7 separate regions of the Mus musculus genome follow, and regions 1, 2, 3, 5, 6 and 7 are each linked to region 4. Evidence: chromatin contacts called from public Hi-C, HiChIP or PLAC-seq and promoter capture Hi-C data. All regions are on one chromosome and are shown on one strand. The core of a region is the stretch at or near the end of the contact, and the rest is flanking DNA. Distances in the headings are between cores, read along the strand shown.

Region 1 (3,187 bases), core at 36-2,535, 880 kb before region 4:
CTACTGATTTGGGTCCTGTGCTTTGGGCGTGGGGGGATGGGCACCTGGGCTGCCTTGAAGATTAGTGGTGACTCACCAGGGAGGTATTCTCATGACTGGATATGCTTGACATCTCTGCCAAGGCAAGGAACTGAACTGTTTGTGTGAGTGCCTGGTGACCCTTGGACAAGCCTTTGCTTGTCAGGGAGCCTTCTCTTTCACCTTGCTGGGCTGCCCTTTTCCAGTCTGCTCTTAGGGATAAAGGGGACATCAGATAGAAAAGGCTTTAAAAAAAAAAGTTCCACTGAGTTTGCTCTTCCCCTCAGAGGCTCTCTTTATAAGAATACCCTGGAATATTTTGATGCCTCTCTTTTGTGCCCATTTTATCCCTCACCCCTTAGGATCAGTTAACGAAACCTATGCTCTCTGCTACAAAGACCCCAGCAAGTGTTGTCAGACCTCCTCCCCACTCTGATCCTGTAACACTTTGTAGCCTGTTCAACGTGTCCTCTGATTGTTAACCTGCCAGAGGGAGGGCTTCGCCCACTTTTGAGGATGGCCAGGTTGAGTACAGGTGGGCCTTTTTATCTCTGACCTCTGGTGAACTTCCGGTGATTCCCCTAGGTTCCTAACCCCTTTCTGAGTGTCATTTACATAGGTGTCTTGTTTGTTCCTAGGGTGCAGATGGTTTTGTAGGCGAGAGAGGGTTTTAGCCCGAGTGTCTGAGGTGTCTGTGTTGGTGGGCTTCTGATCCAGCAGTATTCCCAGTTTCTTCCTGGAAGCCTAGGTTGGAAGGGAGGGGAAGGGAAAGAAAGTAACAGTAAAGTTTGACTCTTGGGGGCAGGAGGAGGTGGGGGAGTCCCTTAGCTGGTTTTATTATTATTTTTTTTGAGTTAAATAATTTATTTGTTTTTGATTTGCATGTTTCTGTTGATGCTTGCCTGGACTTATCTACTGGTAATGAGATGTATACATATATATATATATTATCATCTCTTTTTATTTGAAGCCGTCTCTCTTCAGGTAGTTTTTAGTGTTTGGTTCTTGGATCAAATTAGATGCAGGTGCCTCAAATCCAAAGCAGGGCCTTTGCAGGTTAGTTAGCTTCTTGGTGGGGCTGGCTGCCAAGTTTGTGGCCCAGGTGTTTTTCTTCTCCCTTGTGACATCTGAGAGCACCCCTACGGAGTGGGTGGGGAGATACAAGGGTGGAGGAAGAAGGGAAAGGAAGAGGGTGGAGCTGTGAAGAGGGGCAGGTTTTCTGCCAGAGCTCTGCAGAAAGAAGTGTGGGCCCACTCAACTTGAACTTTTCCTTAGTTCTAGAGTGGTGCTAGGGCCGGGCAGGTGAGCTCTCTGGCTTCAGAGGCAGGCTCTGAGTCCCTAAAGCTCCGCCTCCAAGCCTGTGGGTTTGAGATGACTCAGGAGGCTGGCAGCAGACAAGGCTTATTTCAGACAACTCTGCAGGAGCTCTGGGTTTGGGGAGGCCTTGTTCAGCTTCTCAGTGATGCACCAGAGCTTGTCGGTGTCCCCACAGGTTGAGTAGAGCTCAAGTGTTCTGGAAAGTGAGTCATCTTGGAGCTGATGTCTGTCAGTGCATGGCAACTAAGTCGAGAACACGTGTGCTCAGAGTGGTAGCCACAGCCACAATAGGGAAAGGAGAAAAGGCCACACAGCTAGGCCCATGAGGCAAGATCGAGCTGAAGGAACAAAGGGCTCTTTATTCCCCTTATAGCCTTCCTCAGTTTCTACAGACAGACGCTGAAAGCTTTCTAGCGTCAGGATAGCTCTCAATTCTAATCAGTTCAGAGGGAGTGTTCCTGGATCAGCGGCAGGCCTATCAATCAGGAACCCAGGATCTTTCTACCCTGTTTCTCTGCTTGCATCTGGGCCATTAGGATCCGGAGTTGCCACCTGTGGATGGGGGAAGAAAACAGAATTGTGCATGGTCCAGGGTAGAGTGGTCCTATGGATCATCTCTTAAAGTCTTCTGTCTAGAACTCTGTTCCTGGGATACACCTTTGCTGTCTCAGGCTGGAGAAGAAGAGTCTATGGTGACTTCAGAAAGTATATCAAGAGAGTAGGTGGTCAAGCTGCGACATGGTGGCTTAGCCACAGAAATGGCTACCTAGTCCTTGGTTGGTTGGCTTATATATTCTTTTTTTAATTTTGCTGGTTTACAAAATTGCAAGTCTGGGGACTTCTGTTAGCAGTAATCTAAAAGGCTACTTTTGTTCAGATCTGAGAAAGGTTTCCTCATTTGAGACATTAAAAGGGAAATAAATGTGACACATTGTTATCTCTCTTAGCACTGAGGCAGGAGGATCATGATCACTAAGGCTACCTAATGAGACCCTGTCTTAAACAAATAACAAGGAAAAGTAGAGAGACTGCATAAGGCAGCCTTCCTTTCGCCTCTCATGCTTAGCTGACGTGGAGCAGTGATGTCTCCCTGCCACGAAACACTGGTTTAGCATGAAGCTCAAAAAGCATGTGACCTTTTGGCCTGTGAAATTTTGAAAAATACTTTAAGTTGTTTTTTAATTGGCATACCACTGGCCCGTGTTCCCGAGGTACAGTGTGAAGATGTTTCAGGGGGTGTGCGATAGAGATAACTGGTACATTCAGGGAACGGTTGGGGAACTAAGAGACAGACACCCCAGTCAGAGTCAGCGGGGAGACTACTTAAAATCTCCTTCATTTTTGAATACAATTAGCCGGGCGTGGTGGCTTGTTGCCAATGATAGCCATCCTACCATGCTGCAGACCATCTGGTTTTTCCTGCTGATGGGTGAGATGGCTCAGGAGGTAAAGGTGCTTGTGGCCAAGACAGATAACCTAAATTCAATTCCAGGAACCATGTGGTTGAAGGGAGAGGCCTGACTCCAAGGAAGTTGTCCTGTTCTCTGAGCTCCACACATGCTCTGTAGTGCGTTCATGCGTGTGTGTGCGTGTGCGCGTGTGTGTGTGTGTGTGTGTGTGTGTGCACGTGCTTGCTAAATATGTGTAAATGTAAATTTTAAAAAAGACCAGCTATTCCTTCCATTCATTGCCCATCCTTAACTAGCTAGCCCTCTCCCATCCCACGATTTCAAGCCTATGGAGAATTTCGTTTTGAACAAACAGGACATTTCAGTGATTCGTTTACAGTTTTACAGGTGCACATCACACACACAGAGTAAAGATCAGCGTAGCTGGGGACTGACGTCAACAA
Region 2 (2,992 bases), core at 222-2,721, 580 kb before region 4:
TGGCATGACTATATAACCCAAGGAAGAATTTAAATCTTCTAATCTCTAAGTTTCCCCTTCCATATAATGGTGAAATTAAGGGTATAGTCAGTTTATGTACATAAAAGTCATGCCAGTGTGGCACAATTGTCTCTTTCAACACCTTAGTTGTTGCTTTGTGTGTGTGCAGAGTGTAGTGATGGAAGGCGGCTTGATGCTTCACACACTTGATCTAAGGTCCTACATGTTTATCATCTCCTAATTAGAATCCTCAAGAAGTCACTACATGCATTAAAAACAAAAAACAAAACAGAACAAAACAACTGGTTGTCCAATCATTCTCGGCTTGCTCCTACAGAACATTCAAAAAGGTCTGAAGGTTATGAGGCCATTGACAGGCAGAGCAAAGGAGAAAGGACTGTTTCAGAGCGACCGTGGTTTATCTTGATCTCCGACAGTCTGAACACAGTGTAGAAAGTGAGAGGGTCCATCTGCCTGATTGAGTTCATTAGACAGAAGCCCCATTTCCCTCATTTGGGCAAAGTTCTAGCACTGGGTCTCCAGGCTCGACCTGAACTTTAAGGCAATTAGGCTTTTGGCTGCCTGTCTTCTTGTCCGGGCTATGTTCTTATGCCAGCCCTTAGGAGGCTGCATGTTTCACTCTTCCCTGTGTCTGCAGCTATTCCAACAGTCCAGCAGCCAAATCTTGGCTGTCTATGTCAAAAGTTCTCATTGCATTCCCTTCCAGGCCCACAGGTTTTCATGCTATGGAAAGTATATAAGCCGCCTTGTTCCTGCCTTTCTCGCTCTCCTGCTTTACTGATGAATTGTAACACAGCTCCATTTCTCCCTTCTTCATGGGTTTTCTCTTCTCAGTAGGGCAGGGGAAAACTTTCTTTAAAAGCAACTCCTGGAACATCTCAATCCTTTGGTTCTGCTTGGATCAGAGTAGCCAGTCATTTCCCCATGGTCCTTGGTGGTTTGGTGGTTCTGGCACCGCTTGGGATGATGGAATCTCACTCGGAAATGCTTGCTATGAGGCGTGGCTCAAGCCACTTTCTCTTTCTTCCAGCCAACAGCAAAGCAGCCTGCATTCCTGTGACATTGCTGTGTTTGGGACAGATCCTTTGAAAAGGAAGTGTCCCAACTGGATTTATAGCCATGTTCCTTCTCCATATGTTTATCAACCAAGTTCTTGTGTCCCTCTTGCTCTGCGGGGAGTCTTGAGGCTCCTTTACATCAATGTTTTACATTCTTTCCTGTTTTTCCCCACTCACTCTGAATCCTTAGAGCCCATCCTTTCTTAAGTAGCTCTTCTGTGTCTAGAATCCTGCTTTTCACTATCCTGGCTTTCCATCCCTTCCACGAACTCTTAGCATGGTACCATGGTGCCCTGGAAGGAACATTGAGTGGGTGGCTACATAACTGTGTGACCTCGGGCATGCTACACCACTGCTTTGGGTCTTTGCCTTTTTCTTCTAAACACATGGACTGAATCAAATTATGTTTAAGGGGCCCTTCCTGCTGGGGAAGCATGCTGTGAAGTGTGGGGACTTTCAAAAGCCCTGGAATGCATTGCTCAGCGGAAAATTAGTTGAATCAGTTTGTGGTAGTCTATGATAACAATTCTGGTGACCCTGATCTTCTGACCCAATAGGCTGACTTCTTCCTTCAGTATTCTTCTTAATGCTATCTTAAGATAGACTTTGTGAGTTTCCCAGCTTCATGTGTTACCATTTCTGGCTCTTTCTTATTGATCAGTTCATCACTGGCCACTGAACACAAGTTTTGAAAGTCTTTCATAGTCTGCTTTCTCTTCAGATCTTATAAATCTTTCATTTAAACAAAGTTTTTTTTTCATTCATTCACTCATCCATTTGTTCTCCATTGTACTAGACACTGTCTACAGCTCAGGGAATTGATGCTCAAAGAAATTTAATTTTATTGTTTAAATACTGTTTAGAAAGGACAGCTTTTATCTGCATGTGTCAGTATTGTTTTTAAAACTGTCTTTCAGTTCATTGTATTGGTTTAGAGAGCAAATAAAAAATAAACAAACAAAACCCAGAACTTATTAAAAAAAAGATTTATTCAATTTGGGAGTAAGTATTTCAGGCTGGCTGCAGGTTCCCATGGAAATATTTTGATTCAAATCACTGGATCTGAATCAAACATTAGGGCTTCACTTGGAAACATGGGCCTCACTTAAATCTTCATTGTTACACCTTAAGAATGTCACTTTTTAACATTGCTATAATGACAGATGGGCTGAGTAGGTGTGTGATTCTTACAGTAAGAAAATTAAGGCAGGCACTGCTCAGGAAGATTTTTCTTTGGCTTCTTTATAGTGATTCAGTGAGAAGTAGGCATGAAAAATTACATTGAAGGTAAAACCTCAATATTATGGTCTTCTTTCTTAGTGCTCTATTGCTGTGAAAAGACAGGATGGCCATGGGCATTCATATATGCACATGTATACACACATGCACACACACACACACACACTTAACTGAAATTACAGTTCAGAGGTTTCATCCATTATCATGGTAGAAGCATGACAGCACACAGGTATTCATGGTGCTGGAAATGAAGCTATGAACTTCACGTGTGGATCCACAGGCAGCAGGAAGACAGAGCAACTAGGCCCATCTCCAGTGACACACTTCCTTCAATTAGGCCACACCTCCTAATCCTTTCAAATAGTGCCACTCCTTGATGTCTACACGTTCAAATATAAGATCTTCAAACCCGTCTCTTCAAACCACCACATCAGGCCTTTAGCTTCTTAAAACATGGGTGTAGCTGAATGTGGGGATCAGAAAATTTTAGCAGTGATGTACGGCTCTCAAGCACATAACCATCAAAATTAATTTAAAACCAACCCTATGGTGAACCTGAGGTGTTTCTTGCAGAGTTTGCCTGTACTGTATCACATGACTTCACTGCAGACTTGGTCCTAAACACACAACGTATTCACTTTGCACACAATGTCATACTTGCACAGGGTGTCACA
Region 3 (3,108 bases), core at 313-2,812, 710 kb before region 4:
CTTGCTCCAGACTGGCAATGACAATGAATTATTAGAAAAACCCAGGGTAGTCGACACAAAGCTGCCTCTTAAATGCTTATTTTTTCAGCCTTGGTCCATTGGGCACCACTGACCATCCACACCCTAAGATACTCTAAAATACCCCACCTTCACAGTATTCCACTTCATTTTAACATAGCAAAGCATTAATAGTCTGGCCGAAGTGTTCTCTCTCTCTCTCTCTCTCTCTCTCTCTCTCTCTCTCTCTCTCTCTCTCTCTCTCTCTCTCTCCTCTCTCTCTCTCTCTCTCTCTCTCTCTCTCTCTCTCCCTCCCTCCCTCCCTCCCTCCCTCTCTCTCTCTCTCTCTCTCTCCCTCCCTCCCTCCCTCCCTCCCTCCCTCCCTCTCTCTCTCTCTCTCTCTCTCTCTCTCTCTCTCTCTCTCTCCCTCCCTCCCTCCCTCCCTCCCTCCCTCCCTCCCTCCCTCCCTCCCTCCCTCCCTCCCTCCCTCCCTCTCTCTCTCTCTCTCTCTCTCTCTCTCTCTCTCTCTCTCTCTCTCTCTCTCTGTTTTTTTTTCCTGGTGGCCTCCCTCCCAACTCCATCCCCTTCCATCTCATTGGCTCCAGACAAGTACTGGGGAACCAATGAGATTCCTCTTCTTCATTCATGTCCTAGCAACAAGCCCAGTTCCAATCTTTCTCTGCCAAACTAACACCTGAAAAATTACATCATGAATAATGGCAAAAAGCAGCAAGGGCCAGAGAAGGGCTTTTTTTTTTCCCCCTTCAACTGTCTGCTGCAGAGTTCATTTAAGGTGTTTTCGTCTAGATTCTTAAAGCAACAATGTCCTAGGTTTTTGCTGATCTTTTTCAGCATACATACATACATATATATATATATATATATATATATATATATATATATATATATGCTGTTATCGAATGAAGTAACAGCTTTTGAAGCTAAATAAAAGGAAAACATTTTAATGGGGTTCACTGTATAGCCGTCCACACACACCCCTCCCAAGTCTGCGTTTAGAGGAGCGGAGGGGAATTAGACTGCTCTCCTATATTCTTAAGGAAAGGACGAAATTGGCCCAAGCCTCACAAGGCAGCACATCCACCCACTGTTCAACACAAAAAAAACGTAGTCCCCTTCCTGGCGGTGCCCCCTGCTCTTGTTAAATATCCCCTAGGCCCCTTTCATTACTCTTTGGGGATAAAGAAGCCATTCTTTATGAGGATCATGGAGCCAGGGAATGAGGTACCTGGAGAGTCTTCCCCGGAAGTGAAGTTGTATAGGGTATGCAGAGTGGGGGTGCTTTAGTGCGTTTAGTTCCGTACACGTGGGGGCAGCGAATGCAAACTCGTAGCTGGGGAACCACCACAGGGACAATGACATCCAGATGACCTGGGCGGGGGCGGGGGGTGGGGGAGAGGAAACTGAGAAAGAGAGGTGAGGTGATGTGGTGTGGGCTTGCAGGAGGATGATGGGGGAGGGGGATGGAGGCCCTGGAGGGGGTCGGGGCTGTGAATGGAAAGGTCCACCCTTCTAGGCATTTTTCAAGTCCCAGACGCCGCTTCCGGCTTCCCCCACCCCACCCAGTCTAGAGCAGACGCGCGCGAGGAGACTCAGACACAAAGGACCACAGCCCTGCGCAGGAATCGAAGGGGGAGGGGAGGGACACCTGCCCGCGTGCACGTGCAGGGGCGCAGCCAGGGAAGACCCTGTGCTCAGTCTCTTGCTCTCCCCTGCAGGATCTATGCGTGGCAGGATCTGGCAAGGGCCCCAGGAGTCGGCTACAGGGGGTGCTTGGCTGAAGGAGCAGAAAATAGGTCCACTGGGTGCCTGGCTCCCTGATAGTGTTTGCTGATCTCCTCAGCCATAGCCTTGGCAGCAGGTGGTGCCTCCAGACAGCCTGCCTGGGTGCTTGTGAAAGCGAGTAACTGCATAAATTCTGCGTAGGAAAGAGAACCATGCCAGCGAAGGGACTAGGTGGAGGAGGGAAAAGGGTTTGTGGGAGCTTGCTCTTCGGAAGGAGGTAGAGTCGGTAAGCTCATAGTCACTCCCCCACACAGGTTACACTAATGTTCTTGCTCAACTGCTGCCATGGCGGGTGCGGGAGGAATCACCGAGTGGCCTGAGGGGCTCTAGGCAATCCGTGTCTTTTTATCTACCTACCAGGGTTTCAGCCTGTTTTCCTGGGATCCAAGAAAGAGACCCAGGCTCGAAAGCATCCCAGCGCACAGTGCAGAGAATTTGGATGATGCTCTGATATTTGGGAGAAACAGGTGGTCGTTCAGCTCAGTGAAAAAGTCACCAGGGGAAGGAGCCCCACAGCGGGGTCTTCTGTTGCATCTTTCTTGGGCAGGGAGGTCTAAAGCTGTGGGATCCTGTCTCCTCCCCAATGTCATTGTTAGTGACAGAGGGAGGTGTTGCAGGTATGCAGGGGTGGGGTGGGGTATGGCTTCCACAGAACTCAGTCATGCCAGTGCCAGCATGATACCCTCCTTGGTACTGGGCAGCAACCCTGGGTTGGGGTGATATTCCTACCTCGAAGGTTTATGTCCCCACACCACCCGGGGCCTCTGTAGTATAACTTGTTTCTGAATCCCCCCTCCCCCCTCCCCCCCAGCCTGGTTCCTTGTCCTTATTGTCCTTCCTGGGACAGGATTCTTCTGGCTAGGCTTTAAGAGTTGGTTTTCTGAGCAGGAGTGATGGCTCAGTGGGTATGTGTCTGACCTCAGTGCCCCCACTGCAAGATGAGGATCTGAGATAGAAGAATTCCCGGGAAAGCTCATGAGCCCTGTCACACAGAGCATCGAGCAAATGACCCTGTCCCAAACAAACTAACAACGCAAGGTTTTCCTTTAACTCCACAAGTGTGCCTGCATTCTAACACATGAACACACACACCAAAATGACATTATGCACACACATACACACACACACACACACACACACACACACACACACACACACACACACACACGGAGAGACAGAGAGAGGCAGAATCAGACAGAGACAGAGAAATTGAGATTTTAAAAGTTGGTTTCCCCCTGGGCTCTGTTCTGGGCCCCGCTTCCTCCTCATGTTTTTGCTTTTGACTTCTCATCCTCTTGTAGGTTTTGA
Region 4 (3,360 bases), core at 59-2,558:
TCCGTCCCCTTGAGGCAGGGTCTCCAGTGTAATCTTCCTGGGTTGGAGCACCATCTTCGGAGATAAAATGCTACCTAAACTTAAGATCAGTTTATTGCTAGCTAGATTATACACAGCATCACTCCATCACCCAATATTTACCTGGAGACTAACTGGTATCGGGCAATGGGTGATGGGCAGTGGGTGCTGTATTTAGAGCAAAAAGATCCGAGGTTGAATTTCATCATTGACTGTAGCACCTTCGGCAAATTAATTCCTCAGCGTCTCAGATTCTTTGTCTACGGCAATGGGGATAAGACAGTTATTATAAGAGCCAAATTAGCTAATGTGCACAGAAGCACTCTGCTTTTATGAATGGCTATAAACAGATTATGACTTATTAGAGAGCCACTCTGATCTAGGAGTAGCCCGACCGTCAGATCCCAGCACGTGGGGAGAAGAGAAGGGATAGGGTCAACCTGAGGTATGCAGTGAAACCCAGGGGAAGAGATGGGGAGAAAGTGAAGGAGAGAAGAAAAAGAAGAAGAAAAAGGTGCCGCCAAAAGGTACCCTGGCTTCAGCTCGCCTTGAAGTGGGTTATTGTCGAAGCTGCACAGGGAGGAGCTCTTTCTCCAAATTTTCAAGGGCAGAATTCTTAGCCAGTAACCACAAGTAGTTATTTTACCATCCATTCTCTTTATATTTCAAAAGACTCGGGTTCAAATGTCAGTTCCAAGTCTCTGTTTCTTCTCATAACAAATGGACCAAATGATATTCACTCCACAGGAAGGAGGGCTAAGAAAAATAGAGGCTTACTTGGGGTTTTCTGTCTAGGGATGTGTGTTCTCATCTGTGCTCCTCCTGGAGTGTCCCCTGTAAGCCCCGGGGAGTGGATAGGCTTAAGGAATAGGCCTCAGTTTTCCTTGTCTTTCTTTGCTTAGTGGCTCTAAAATCAGAGCCCAGCAGGAGAGTCGTGGGAGAGGCCTTCTAAGATGGGGTCAGAAACGCTCAAAGCAGTATTACTACCGATCTCCCTGCACTCCCAAGACAATAACCTTCTCTAATCACTACCAGATTCCACATTCGCGCCAGAAAGCAGCAGGGAGCAGTTGCCTTGACCCGCCAGGGCCTCCAGCCCCTCCCCGCCAGACGCAGACTAATGCGATACAGACGTCTCCCTCCCAGCACCGCTCTCCCACCCGCAGTCCCTCTCCAGACGGACATCGCTCTTCCGAAGTCATTTTTTGCAGGTCACCAGGCCACTTTTCCACGAAGCCAGGGAGAAGCCTGCACCTCGGGACTTCCTAGCTACCCAGAGGGTATTGTATTCACTCCTGGCGGAAGCCAACTTCAAAAGGGTATCAGGCGGGGCTTCTCACTCATTTCGATGGTACAACAGTGACCTCCAGTGGCAGAGCCGGGAGACAAAAAAAATCTGCAACGTCTCAGAATATTCCTGTCCTCATAGAAGACAGTCTACAATAGGACACGATTTCTCTTGTAAACAGCGTCTAGGACGACGACGACGGTGATGGACTCCATAGTTGCTGAATCCAAGCAATCCTGCAGAGATAGCCAGTGGCAAGTTTCCAACCCACGATCTGAGCTCCATGGCCTATCATTTATTTAGTACAGCTCCCTCAGCTCTTAATCCACTCCAGACCCCGCCCTGGTGCCCAAGTGGCTTGTGTTAATTCCACTGCTAGAAATGACCTCTTCATCTCTCTGCCTGATAAAATCTTCGTGTGATGATGTCAGATGAGAACATGCCACTTGGGGACACTTTCCAGATCATCCCTCCTAACAGAATTGATTTTGTCTTCAAAACCAAATAGTATCAAGGACGTCAATACTGCTGAATGCATTCGGCTTGAGAAGCAACACGGTACAGCACTGTTGTAGGGACTTCCACTGCTGAGAGTTCTAGGTGAAGGATGGAAGGGTGTGGGAGTGTCAGGCACATCTGCAGCACCATGACACATGCCTGAGGAAATGACATAAGAGAGGAAGGGTTTATTTTGGCCCACAGATTTGTATCTTTCTGTCCACTGTCATTGGTATCTGTTGGTTCCAGTCCAGTGTTTGGTGAGGCAGAACATGAGGGCAAAGAGCAAAGTGGCCCTCCTTGGGACAGATAGGAGATGGGAAGGGACTTAATAAAGACAAAATACATCTCCTAATACATCATTAGAGGCTACTTCCTCCAGTGTGGCCTTCCCTCCTATCTCTACCAACTCCCATCATATTATGAGCTTGTGAATGGACTGATCTACAGATTAGTTCCGAGTCCTCAGGAACCAGTCATCTTCCCTTCGCTCGACTGTTGACTGTCGCGTTGAGAATAGAGCCCTTCACATGTGATCCTTGACAAGGGGCACACTTCATATGCAAATTATAATTACTGAGCTCAGAATGCTGCAGACTAGTGGGGTGTGCACAGGAAAAAACAACTGCCATCGAGTGTAGTAAGGAGTTCCATATTTGTCTCAAGTAAGAGTCATCACTCCAGTCAGGGGGAAGAAATGCAATCAGAGACTGTCTAAATAAATGGAAGGGCTTTGCTTGGGTATTTGGGGGCTGAACGGGAGTTAATGAGGCAGGTAGAATGATTTAAGATGGGGGAAGAAAAGAAAAGATGCTCATTTGGATGTGAAATAACTACCTAGAAGTGATTTCGTTGCGACAAGGGGCAGCCCACGCTGGCTGGATTATCTATCACTGGATGTTTTACAGTCAAGAGATACTAGGCTGGAAGACTACTGAAAGCAGGATTGGGATCTTCCAAACTGTTGGCTATATAACCCAGGGTCATCAATGATTGCTGAACTATAGCATGATTCGGGGAGAATAAGCTCACGCATAAGCTAGAGTGGCTCACAAAACAGGATAAAAATCAAAATCTGGTTTCTGCCCATTAGTGGTTCTCAGATGCACTGGCATACGAATGTATTGGTCAAATCTCATCCACTGGGATGAAGCTAAGTTATTGAGCTGGTGAGCAAACAGGTCAGGCACAGTGCCTCAAGATGGAAGGCAAAACCACAAGAAGGGCAGCTGCCCAGCCTGCAGTGTGGAGACAAATGTCAACGTTGCAGGAAATGAGATGCCCGACGGAAGAGTGGAGATCTCAAACCAAGTCTGTGAACTGCATCTTGCTGAAACACGACTCATTTTCGGTGTCCTCGCTCTTGAGAGGAAGTCCAATGAAGATGCTCAGAAGGTCTGGCTCTGAGATCCAGGGAGGATCAGAGGGACCAAAGGGGCCCCAATCTCCCTTCAAACATATGTTCTGAGCAGCTGGGGAATGACGGTCTGTTTGTTCTTCAGCGTCAGATAATAAATTCTGGCTGAATCTGATGGAATTTAGCCTTTCTGGATAAT
Region 5 (2,956 bases), core at 267-2,766, 610 kb before region 4:
CTACCTCTACCCTCTTTAGCCTGCTATGATTTCCCAGCAAGAAAAATGTATTTTCTCTATGTATTTTCTCTAGTGATAAATCCATCATGGTGTCCCATGTTCTTCTTTTGAGAAAGGAATTCAGAGGACTACAATCTATACGCCTACAGCTTACAAAGCCCAGAGACCTAAGGAATTAAGTATTAGCACAGTCCAGGTGTGAATACTTACACAGTGTGATGGTTTGTACTCAATACCAGCTTGGTAGGATCTAAAGCCGCTCGGAGACAAACCCCTGAGGATGTTCATGAAGGGTTTTCTTTTAGACTAGCATCAGCAAGGTGAGACATATAACTGCTTGGCTGAATACAGAAGAGAGGGCCAGCTGAGCACCAGCTAGCGCCCATGGCTCTCTGCTTCCAGAACACAGATGTAATATGGGCAGTTGTCGTATGCTCCTTCCTGGCCATGATCGGCCATAGGCTCAAGGTATGAGCTCCAGTAGACCGTTCCTCTCTTACATTGTTTTTTGTCAGGTGGTTTGCTGACCTTTGAAATTGCCAGCACCACAATATTGCCAGGTACAAAGCTCAGAGTAGAGACCCGAGCAAATGAGTAAATAAGTAAATATCATTAGATTTTCTTTTTCAGATATTTCTTGGTTTATTAGTTTCTATTGGGCAGGATGCATAACTATCCAGGGATGTATAATGATGTCGGACTGTGAATTTTACGTGCCTGTCTGACATGTGGGTGCTCCTTGACCCTGACCTTTGTCCTTTTGCTTCCAGGTTAGTTTATGGGCCAGGTGAATGATATAATCCCACAGAATCCATGGTTGCACTTGGAGGGTGAACCTTGTCTTCTGTCTTGCAGACTCTGCTTCCAGAACAGACGGCTCCCTTCAAGAGAACCCAGTAGTTCACTCCCAGGTCTCAAAGGTGCTTGGAGTCAGCTAGGTTTCAGAGTAGTTTCAGATCAATCTCAAGAAGGAGGAAGCAGGCAAACCAACTGGTTATTGTCACAGGATTCTTTGTTTTGCACAGTCCAGCAAATTTTCCTTCTTCTATGACTATTGCAAAGGAGTGGGGGCAACAGAGGTGGGAGTGTAGGCCATGAATATTTAATCATGGCAAAGCAGGAACATATTATTTAGACAAACTGCTTAATAGCAACACTAGCCCCTCCTTTTTGGGGGGTGGCAGGGGTGCTGTCTCAACAACCCAGCTCCAGTCTTATGCATGCTTTAATCTTGGTTTCCTTTGAGGGGCTCCCATCTCTCCATCAAACTGCATCTCTAATTTAAACAGCTGTTAATAAGGGTTAAATCTGCAGGCTGAGCAGGCCCTTCACTCGTTACTTGCGAAGGGGAGGGGGGAATCAATGGAGCAGGAAGCCAGAGGGGCGTCCATTTTGAAAAGGTGTAATGAATTACGTTTCCTTAGTAAAGCTGGCAACCTCCAGTCCAGCTCCCACCGCCTGCCTTTCACATACTCAAGCCCTCTGTGACACATCAAATTTAATGAGACTGCACAGATCTCAAATAAGGAAGGGGAGCGTTGTTACTACCGCTGCCTGGGCACTTTATTAAGGAGGATCAGAGAGAACTCTCTGGCTTTAAAAAGAGCCCTTAAAGGCGAAGGGTATTTTGGCATGAGTGGAGGGAGGTCTCCGATTGCCATGGTTCAGGTCCCCTCTGGAGCATTTTAACAACCCAAGTTCAGTGTGAGCTTTGGGATCACAGGGTTAGCAAACAGCTCCTCAAACCTCAGGACCACTACAACCAAGAGGATTGTGGTAGGTAACGAGGAAGGTTTTGATTTAAGCTATCCCCCCACCCCAAGGCCATTAGAAGCACACAGAGAGAAGCCAGTATTTCTGTCGTAGGTTTGAGAGGCAGTGTATTATCCAGATACCAAGAGACATTATCTCATGTGCCGTTCTTGTTAGTAATTCATCAAGCTGAAAAGAGAAAATACTTTAACCTGGATCTTCAGTGGACTTGTTTACAATACGAGAAGGGTAAGGGTAGGCTTTGACTTGACACCAAAATTTAGTTAAAGTTCTGGTCAGTTTCAGAGAACAAAAGAAGTGACTCATGATATGCCAAGCCAAGAAAGTTTGTGACAGGCATTCACATCTTCAGAGAAAAAAATTTTCTTTTTCTGGTTTCTAGAACTTTTTTTTCTTAACCTCCTAATCAGTGTTAAGATTTTTTTTCTCTCTTTTACCCTATGTGAGAGAAAAATGTAAAATAAAATAAGACAAAAGATTTTTGACCTTTTACATTAACCTGTAGTCATTTGCCAGATACGGGGGCTGAGTGGTTTATGGTCCTGACATTGTAAGGAGCATGCTTACAGAGTGCCAAGCCATAATGGGTTTTGATCAGTAGGTTGCCATGTGTGACCTTGGGCATAGTCCATATTAATTATCAATATCTAGCACATAGCAGGAGTAGTATTAATGGCCACTGACACATGGACACACTTCTGTGCTGTAGATGTGGTTATTGTCATTTCACAGATCGGGGCCCACAGCCTAGCAATGGGTTTGAGGTCACCTTGCTAGTGAGACGCAGAGCCATGCATCTTTATCTGGTCTTCCTCCTACAAAGCCTGAACTCCTAATCACAGTTTTCATGTTTCAACCCTGCTCTTTTTAAAAGCCTTCTTTGGGGCTAGAGAGAGAAAGTTAAAGAGCACTTGCTTCTCTTTCAAAGGATTTGTTTCCCAGCATTCATGCTGAGTGGCTCACAACCATCTGTAACTCTACACTCCAGGGGGCTCTGGTGCCCTCTTCTGGTGTCTGATGGTACATGCATGCATGTGTGCATACACATACAGTTAGACACACATACACATAAATAATAATTAAAAAAAACTAAGACTCTAGAAACATATAGAAACCAACAAAGAGTATTCATTGTGTTTCAGTGAAGTAAAATAACTATTGATGTAGTAGTTCGGCTTCCCTT
Region 6 (3,164 bases), core at 48-2,547, 810 kb before region 4:
GCAGTGGAGGAGACGTTGAAGCGCGGCTGGAAGGGGAGCTGGTCCCCTGTCCCCTTGCAGGTAAGAGAGGTGGTCTCTTCCTTCTGCCTTCTTGAAACCTGGTTGGGTCATTCTGGTCTCATCCAGTTAAACACGTAGCTCTTCTTACTTAGTGGGGGTGAAGTCACCGAGGTTAGGTATCATGAAGGCTCCTCCTTCCCTAACAGGAGAAGCTTAACAAGCAGGTGAAGCCATTCTGAGGGAATGCAAATTTTTTGGTGGTAGGGCAGGCTTTGCAGGGCAGTCTGTTTGGTACCTATTGAGTGCTGAGCACTGGGGGTTGAAGAGCAGTCACAGACCTTGGTGTGTCTCTTGGTTTGACATAGTTGAATCTACACACATGCACATAAACATATACATATACAAACATATGCATATATCACACACATACACATGCACACACATACTCACCCACTTGCACACATGTGCACACGTACATGCACACATGTACACATACACCACACACATGCACACATGTACACATACACCACACACATGCACACATGTACACATACACCACACACATGCACACATGTACACATACACCACACACATGCACACATGTACACATACACCACACACATGCACACATGTATACATACATGCATATACCACACATAATACACACAAATATGCATACAAGTGCATATTCCCACAATACACCACACATACCCCACACCCCTACCACTACACACACACCACACCATACATACATACCACACCACACATATACTATACACATACATGTGCATAAATCTACACATACGTGCACATTCATGCACACATACACATACCACACATTACCACACATATACCGCACACACATACATATACATAAATATGCAAACACATGCACAATCATACACACACACACACACACACACACACACACTACAAAAAGTGGTTGCTTGGCCTTTTTTCTTCTTTCATGGTTTCCAGGACTTATCAGTCAGGTCAATATGTGGCCCTGGCATCCATCAGCAGTGCTGTTTTGGTGGAAGTGTCATGAGCTCCTAGAAAATCAGGACCCAGCCACACCAATCATGACCCAGGCATGCTGCCTTCATCTTCCACAGGCAGGCAGAGCAGAGCTTCCTGTCCCTCACTGCTCGCCAGCGTGCCCTGATGCTACTAAGCTCATTAGTCCCTTAATTTAATCTTCCATCATTACCAGAGTAATTACCATACCTCACAGTGGAGACGTAAAGAGAACCACTAATTCAGCAGATTCCTACAAATGAGCAGATAATATTCCAGTGCTCCCTTCACGAGGGCCGCTGACGAGGGCTTGGGCGAGGAGGGTTTGAGTGAGTGCTCTTGAGGGCCTGGAGTACGTGCTTTCTCATAAATACTTCAGGGATAATTCAGCAAGGGACATGATTGTTTGTTTAAAGCCACCAGGACAGACAAGAAAGCTATTTTCTCTTCTGACAGAAGAGGAGGGAGCAGGGGATGAAATAGAAAAGTCTCATTTAGGATAAGTCATCCCCTAAATGCAAGCAAGGAAGTACTCAGAGAAAGCGGCGTTTTCTAGGCCTAATGGGAACCATACCGTAATCTTTGCAGAGATGAGGTAATGTGGGCATCTGGAAGGAGTTTTAAAATGCAGCGATTTTTCTTCTTTATGATTACTGCAACAATGTATCTTCTTTATGATTACTGTAACAATGTATCTTCCTAGGCTGAGCTTTTGCAGGACTGCACCAGCCCAGCCTGCTGTTCCTTGTCTAGGGTAGAGCCCACACGTGAAAGCCTGCAATGCTATTCCACCTCCATCTCCTACCCTAGCTTCACTTGTACGATGCTGGAAGGGCACTCCCTAGCTTCTTAGAAGCAACAAAGGCGCAGGGAGGGTTCTGGGTGCTGCCAAGGGATGTGGGTCAGAAATCTCACCGCCCAGCATGTGGCTTGCATCCTGTGTGTGACCTACATCTTCCTGCCCTCTGCCTCGGAATTAGTGCCAGCACTAAGGCTGCATTTAGTTGCCATGTGGCGGTACCTTGAGTATTTTTGAAGCAAGGTGAAAAAACAAAGAAAAAGGAACAAACTTTTCCCTCTTTAAGATTTTTACAGATTTATTATTTAAAGCTTTCAAGGAGCCATGCTAGGGACGAGGTCCAGAACATCCCACACAGTAAATAAGTGTTTTGCCTACCCTGACTTAGAGGGTTTGTTTTCAATGTGTTGTCAGTATTGGAGACTTTTTAAAAAAAATCACATTTATTTGTGTGTATGTGTCAGAGTGGGGGAAGGGAACTGCATTTGTATAGCAGAGTGGAGATGGAGAAGTCAGAGGACAACTTCTGGGAGTTGATTCTCTTCTTCCACTGAGTAGGTTCCTAGAGATTGAACACAGTTCTGCAGACTTGGCAGCAAGTACCTTTACCTGCTGAGTCATCTTGCCAGCCCAGTATTGAGGTTCTTATAAAGCAGGTTATATGCATATGTGAATTAAGTGAATTAACAGGATGAGGGAAAGATAGGGGAAAACAAACATAACAAGCAAACAAACCAAAAAAAAAAAAATCAAAATCGCAGCAACCAATTCAAGCATGAAGCAAAGGATTTGTGTTTGCATCTTGATCCCACATGTAGCATAGCATCAGTAGATGCTTTACATTTTTATAAAGAGTTTTTCTTATGGTTAGTCTATTTGGAGAAATGACACAAGTCACAAACATCTGGACAGGCCCACACTCAAGAAGCAGCATCTGAAACCACTGTGGGTTTTGTTCTCCCCAGCATCTAGATTGGCTCCTTTTAAAACCTGCTGGCTACACAAGGTATCGCAAATGATGCAGACTAACAGCCAGTAGACGGTGATGCGTAAGTGATGCTGAAGGGCGTGCAGCTTGCACATCCTTCCGAGTCTCGCCACCCTCAGGCATCTCTGTGTGTTCCACTACCCAGAGGTTCCATGGGTGCTATAGCTAGAGATGCTCACTGCTCCTCTGCCCTCCTGAGGAAGAGCCGTGATGACTTCTGCGCTATTTTCTAAGTACAAAGAGAGGGTGTTAGGCCTTAAATCACTGGCTGTCCACCATTAGGTAAAATTCTAAAGCACTTTGATCCTCTATGTGCCTTGAAGAGTGGCATCGTGAGCATCCACACCGTTAAAGGCAGCG
Region 7 (3,138 bases), core at 573-3,072, 630 kb before region 4:
GACTGGAGATCCTCAAGGAGAATTTATCTGTCGAAATAGAGTTGCTTTTTGTGTATTTCCATGTTTCCTTCAGTCTTTGAAAATGGATAACCCAGGCACCATCTATAAGACTTCCTATTAGCCATCTTCCAGTACAACGTATTGGTCTTTTCCTGATGGATAGCAAGCAGGGTTTACTGTAAAAGCCTTTTCACGATCGTGATGGAGCATCCTCCATCCTTTCCCCTTCCCATAAAGCCCATCCGCTGACCTCCAGCATTTGATAAAAGCCCTCTCTCATTAGCTCCAGCAGCTGAAGCTGTCTGAGCAGATTCCAGTAAGTATGGCGACACACCATCCATCTAGACGGTGTGGCCACTGCAACCTTAGAGGAACCCAGCAATCCTGTCCTTGCACAGAGTGTGGGCACCTGGGAACTGCGTCAGACTCTGCGAATTCGGGGACTGGTCTTTTAAATATTCTCCATGACATTTCCCTCAATTCACAGCCTGTTTGGATACGGTTTTATATCAGGGTGGGGTCCAAAGCCAAGGTCACTTAAGGAGTCACAGAATCAAAGGATCTCAGAGATGGGAGGTACTAGTGATTATTTGTTTCAGTTGTCTTGGTTTATAAGTGAAGGGCCTGAGGTCAGAAGATGTTGCAGCCACCCAAGTCGGTTAAGGGCAGAGCTTGAACTTGGACTTAGGACTGCAACTCTTTCCACAGGGGAAGGCAGTCCTGTCTCTTAAGTCCTTCTCTGCTTGACCATCTGCTCACCAGAGAGGCCTTGATTCTCCTGTTCTTTCAGGGCCTCTGCCTGTCCTGCATGCTACTCTGATAACAGGGCTTTCTTGCTATAGAAGGCCTGTTCACTAGGGAGGGATCAGGCTCCAGGGAGCTCTGTAGGTAGAAAGTGGTGTCTGTGTGTTTTCTGGATGATTGGACCAGTCCTAGCACCTTGGGGAGTCTAGTTTCCTCTCTCCTCTACTGCAGACTGTGCACTGCCAGTTGAATTACTGCTGCTAGGAACAAGGATGTGCATTCAATGGAGGGATGTCACAAGTGACCATGTTACCCGCTAGAGGATTAAAAACAAACATGGGGGGAGTTTGAGGAGCAATTGGGCAGACAGAAGGAGTGGAGATCACAAGAAAAGAGGACATGAAAAGGCAGAGTCCTAGTTGCTGCTTCAATGTAAATGTGTCCAGAGTGAGGCGCTCATGTTAGACCTATGCAAGGGAGTTCACCAACTGATTGAAAAGAGAAAGAGGACATGGATCCAAAGGGGAGTCCTCCCAGAGACTCCTACCATCCCTTCCTTGCTGGCACTGTTTGCAGGGGAATATGGATTCAGTTTGTGCAGCTGCCGGAGGAAGGAGGCATTAGCCTGGAGACCTTACAGTGAAACAGCTCGCATTGCAGAAGCAGACAGATGAGGGCCTATCTCCCACTCTCTGCAGGTGGGGACAGCCCCTGACATAAACGCAACACTTTGTTCACGTCTCTGCCTTTTCATTTTCTTATGGACATTTCTCAACCAAGGCAGGGCCCCACCTCAAGACAGCTCAGATGCCCCCTCTGCCTCCCAAGGGGTTTGGTGTCTTCAGCAAGCAAAGGCACAGCTAGCAGTAAGCCTCCCTTCCCATCTTCCATAGCGCCCTGGGGGGGGGGGGGAAGCAGGGGAGCAGGGGGCAGGTAATTGTGGCTGTAAGCCATGGTGCTGCAGTGGCAGTCTCTGCTCTAACTTTACCCTGTTTCCCAAGGAAGCCCCAGGGAATCTGGACAAGTTGGGGCTGGGGCACAGATACTGGAGAAGGGGTGGGGACAGGACGGCACCCAGCAGATTTCCTGGCACTGTGCCAGGCCAGAGCTGCCTGCTGTGTGCAGGAAATATTCAACATTCTGTGTCTTAAAGAGAGAGCCTGGAAAGGCTCCAAGACTATACTTAATACATCTGCTGGGAGCTACACAGACGGAAACTGGGGGAGGGGGTGTGCAGGAGGGGGGGGTCGGCTGTCGTCTGCAAAAATAACCCTTGCAGGTCCAGCAAAGCACACAGCATCCACAGGGCACAGGTAATAAGCTTGTGCAAAAGTTCTCTCTTAGCTCCAGTTTTGTACACACACAATTCAAAGCTCATTTGTAGCATCAGATCTGTGTTTCTGCTTTATGATCCCGGGAGGTAGGAAGGGAATGTTATTTTAGTTGCTAGAGTATGGATCGGTTTGTTTCCTTTAGCACATAGCCAAACAGAGGGATGGATGGTCAAGTCTTCATCTCACAGAGGAGGGAGCTGATTCAGAAAAACTAAGTTTACCTCTTGTAAGTCCAAGGCTCTGAGTTCAAGCTTGTCCTCTACCCCTCGATGTCTATACCCAAAAAAGAGCAGCCAGGTTCAACAAGCACTGGATAATCCTAGTAAGTGTTTTCACTATACTCTCCATCACAGTCTAGTTTGGGAAAAGACACTGCCCTCCTCCCACCCTCCTAAGGCACCTCTCGTGCAGGGGGTGAGATGGTTAGAAACTAGTAACCGAGGAGGCTTTTGCCATCAGACATATACTCTGAGGCAATTGCAAAGTCCACAGAAGCCAGCAAAGAAACAGACTGACTTAAAGTGATAACTCTCCAGAGGGCTTTGCCCCATGGAGAAAGAAACAGCACACAAACAGCCTCCTTTCTTTAACCTATCCCCACACACACCAGGAAAGAGAGAAACGTCTCTCTCCTGTGTCTCAGTCTCCCAGTCCCATGCTCAGCAGCCTGGTGCTGACTCATTTCCGAAGCTTTGCAGCTCTTAGGTCTTTATCTTCAACTGTAGACTATGTTAAAATATGCTTAAGTTAAAATATGGTGTGGGAAAGATGTGTGCGGAAGCTAAGGGTAGTAGGTGAGTATCCATGAGGAGAGGGAATGAATGTATATAGATGAAATGGATGAAGATGCCAAGCTCTCTGGGGTTTGTATGGAAGAAGAAGGTGACCAGGGAGAGAGAAAAGAAAAAAGAACAGGTGACCTTGAATGTTAAAAAGATGCTTGTTTGCAAAACTTGTTTCCCTTCTTTGAATATGCTCCTGCATCACAATAAACATGCCATACATATACTTATGCCAGCATATCGTGCATATAGATGTATATATAGATTATGCACACACA

The links. Promoter capture Hi-C pulls out the DNA fragments that hold promoters and counts their contacts. A called contact is a pair of places that touch in the nucleus more often than the background predicts. HiChIP or PLAC-seq counts read pairs in DNA pulled down with a chosen protein or histone mark.
Region 1: a contact with region 4 is called in a promoter capture Hi-C map of the SN4741 cell line, with 5 times the contacts expected there. The contact joins two enhancer-like sites. A contact is called at or near these places in 5 of 39 promoter capture datasets (the SN4741 cell line, hippocampal neurons, maxillary cranial neural crest and 2 more), 2 of 484 Hi-C or Micro-C datasets (Th1 cells and embryonic stem cells), 1 of 115 datasets of contacts at active chromatin or transcription factors (embryonic stem cells) and 2 of 9 other capture datasets (embryonic stem cells and embryonic tail).
Region 2: an H3K27ac HiChIP or PLAC-seq map of the NIH/3T3 cell line shows a contact between it and region 4, with 7 times the contacts expected there. The contact joins two enhancer-like sites. A contact is called at or near these places in 10 of 484 Hi-C or Micro-C datasets (the HL-1 cell line, the MC3T3-E1 cell line, adipose-derived mesenchymal stem cells and 5 more), 13 of 115 datasets of contacts at active chromatin or transcription factors (the NIH/3T3 cell line, astrocytes, bone marrow-derived macrophages and 10 more) and 3 of 9 other capture datasets (embryonic stem cells, embryonic tail and embryonic trunk).
Region 3: a contact with region 4 is called in an H3K4me3 HiChIP or PLAC-seq map of craniofacial prominence, with 12 times the contacts expected there. The contact joins two enhancer-like sites. A contact is called at or near these places in 1 of 15 datasets of contacts at CTCF or cohesin (embryonic stem cells), 55 of 484 Hi-C or Micro-C datasets (the 63-12 cell line, the AML12 cell line, B cells and 35 more), 26 of 115 datasets of contacts at active chromatin or transcription factors (CD8 T cells, acute myeloid leukemia, bone marrow-derived dendritic cells and 14 more) and 1 of 9 other capture datasets (embryonic tail).
Region 5: a Hi-C map of uterus shows a contact between it and region 4, with 9 times the contacts expected there. The contact joins two enhancer-like sites. A contact is called at or near these places in 1 of 15 datasets of contacts at CTCF or cohesin (embryonic stem cells), 6 of 484 Hi-C or Micro-C datasets (the N1E-115 cell line, embryonic stem cells, neural progenitor cells and 1 more), 7 of 115 datasets of contacts at active chromatin or transcription factors (craniofacial prominence, embryonic basal ganglia, embryonic forebrain and 4 more) and 1 of 9 other capture datasets (embryonic stem cells).
Region 6: an H3K4me3 HiChIP or PLAC-seq map of embryonic basal ganglia shows a contact between it and region 4, with 5 times the contacts expected there. The contact joins two enhancer-like sites. A contact is called at or near these places in 2 of 39 promoter capture datasets (liver and stem cell-derived epiblast-like cells), 3 of 115 datasets of contacts at active chromatin or transcription factors (double positive thymocytes, embryonic basal ganglia and embryonic stem cells) and 1 of 9 other capture datasets (embryonic stem cells).
Region 7: a contact with region 4 is called in an H3K4me3 HiChIP or PLAC-seq map of craniofacial prominence, with 6 times the contacts expected there. The contact joins two enhancer-like sites. A contact is called at or near these places in 1 of 15 datasets of contacts at CTCF or cohesin (the NIH/3T3 cell line), 6 of 484 Hi-C or Micro-C datasets (bladder smooth muscle, cumulus cells, neural progenitor cells and 2 more), 11 of 115 datasets of contacts at active chromatin or transcription factors (craniofacial prominence, differentiating embryonic stem cells, embryonic basal ganglia and 7 more) and 2 of 9 other capture datasets (embryonic stem cells and embryonic trunk).

What each region holds. Positions count from the first base shown.
Region 1 is chr9:42,106,824-42,110,010 of GRCm38.p6, reverse strand. The region is part of intron 1 of Sorl1 (sortilin-related receptor, LDLR class A repeats-containing); the gene reads left to right. Among named protein-coding and RNA genes, the nearest start is that of Sorl1, 16 kb to the left of the region's middle. Within about 2 kb of position 1,285, at least 174 of the 459 cell types and tissues checked have an H3K27ac peak or open chromatin away from gene starts, as enhancers often do. A contact at or near this core is called in the SN4741 cell line and Th1 cells, where this site is marked.
Region 2 is chr9:41,807,515-41,810,506 of GRCm38.p6, reverse strand. All of the region lies in intron 1 of Gm35940 (a long non-coding RNA gene), which reads right to left. Among named protein-coding and RNA genes, the nearest start is that of Gm35940, 3.4 kb to the right of the region's middle. Within about 2 kb of position 1,471, at least 60 of the 459 cell types and tissues checked have an H3K27ac peak or open chromatin away from gene starts, as enhancers often do. A contact at or near this core is called in the NIH/3T3 cell line, embryonic fibroblasts, fibro-adipogenic progenitors and 1 more, where this site is marked.
Region 3 is chr9:41,934,350-41,937,457 of GRCm38.p6, reverse strand. No RefSeq gene overlaps it. Among named protein-coding and RNA genes, the nearest start is that of Gm36227, 17 kb to the right of the region's middle. Within about 2 kb of position 1,562, at least 142 of the 459 cell types and tissues checked have an H3K27ac peak or open chromatin away from gene starts, as enhancers often do. A contact at or near this core is called in CD8 T cells, Th1 cells, craniofacial prominence and 8 more, where this site is marked.
Region 4 is chr9:41,226,904-41,230,263 of GRCm38.p6, reverse strand. No RefSeq gene overlaps it. Among named protein-coding and RNA genes, the nearest start is that of 1700063D05Rik, 22 kb to the right of the region's middle. RefSeq lists an enhancer at 1-2,362. Within about 2 kb of position 1,308, at least 216 of the 459 cell types and tissues checked have an H3K27ac peak or open chromatin away from gene starts, as enhancers often do. A contact at or near this core is called in CD8 T cells, the N1E-115 cell line, the NIH/3T3 cell line and 18 more, where this site is marked.
Region 5 is chr9:41,833,416-41,836,371 of GRCm38.p6, reverse strand. It overlaps Gm35940 (a long non-coding RNA gene), which reads right to left. Exons shown (of 3, transcript XR_379298.3): 3 at 1,855-2,956. Among named protein-coding and RNA genes, the nearest start is that of Gm35940, 29 kb to the right of the region's middle. Within about 2 kb of position 1,516, at least 19 of the 459 cell types and tissues checked have an H3K27ac peak or open chromatin away from gene starts, as enhancers often do. A contact at or near this core is called in the N1E-115 cell line, embryonic limb bud and uterus, where this site is marked.
Region 6 is chr9:42,037,889-42,041,052 of GRCm38.p6, reverse strand. It overlaps Sorl1 (sortilin-related receptor, LDLR class A repeats-containing), which reads left to right. Exons shown (of 48, transcript NM_011436.4): 16 at 1-60. It overlaps Gm16214 (predicted gene 16214), which reads right to left. Exons shown (of 5, transcript NR_165259.1): 5 at 2,097-3,164. Among named protein-coding and RNA genes, the nearest start is that of Gm16214, 17 kb to the right of the region's middle. Within about 2 kb of position 1,297, at least 44 of the 459 cell types and tissues checked have an H3K27ac peak or open chromatin away from gene starts, as enhancers often do. A contact at or near this core is called in embryonic basal ganglia, where this site is marked.
Region 7 is chr9:41,859,590-41,862,727 of GRCm38.p6, reverse strand. All of the region lies in intron 3 of 6720432D03Rik (a long non-coding RNA gene), which reads left to right. Among named protein-coding and RNA genes, the nearest start is that of 6720432D03Rik, 15 kb to the left of the region's middle. Within about 2 kb of position 1,822, at least 85 of the 459 cell types and tissues checked have an H3K27ac peak or open chromatin away from gene starts, as enhancers often do. A contact at or near this core is called in craniofacial prominence, differentiating embryonic stem cells, embryonic basal ganglia and 4 more, where this site is marked.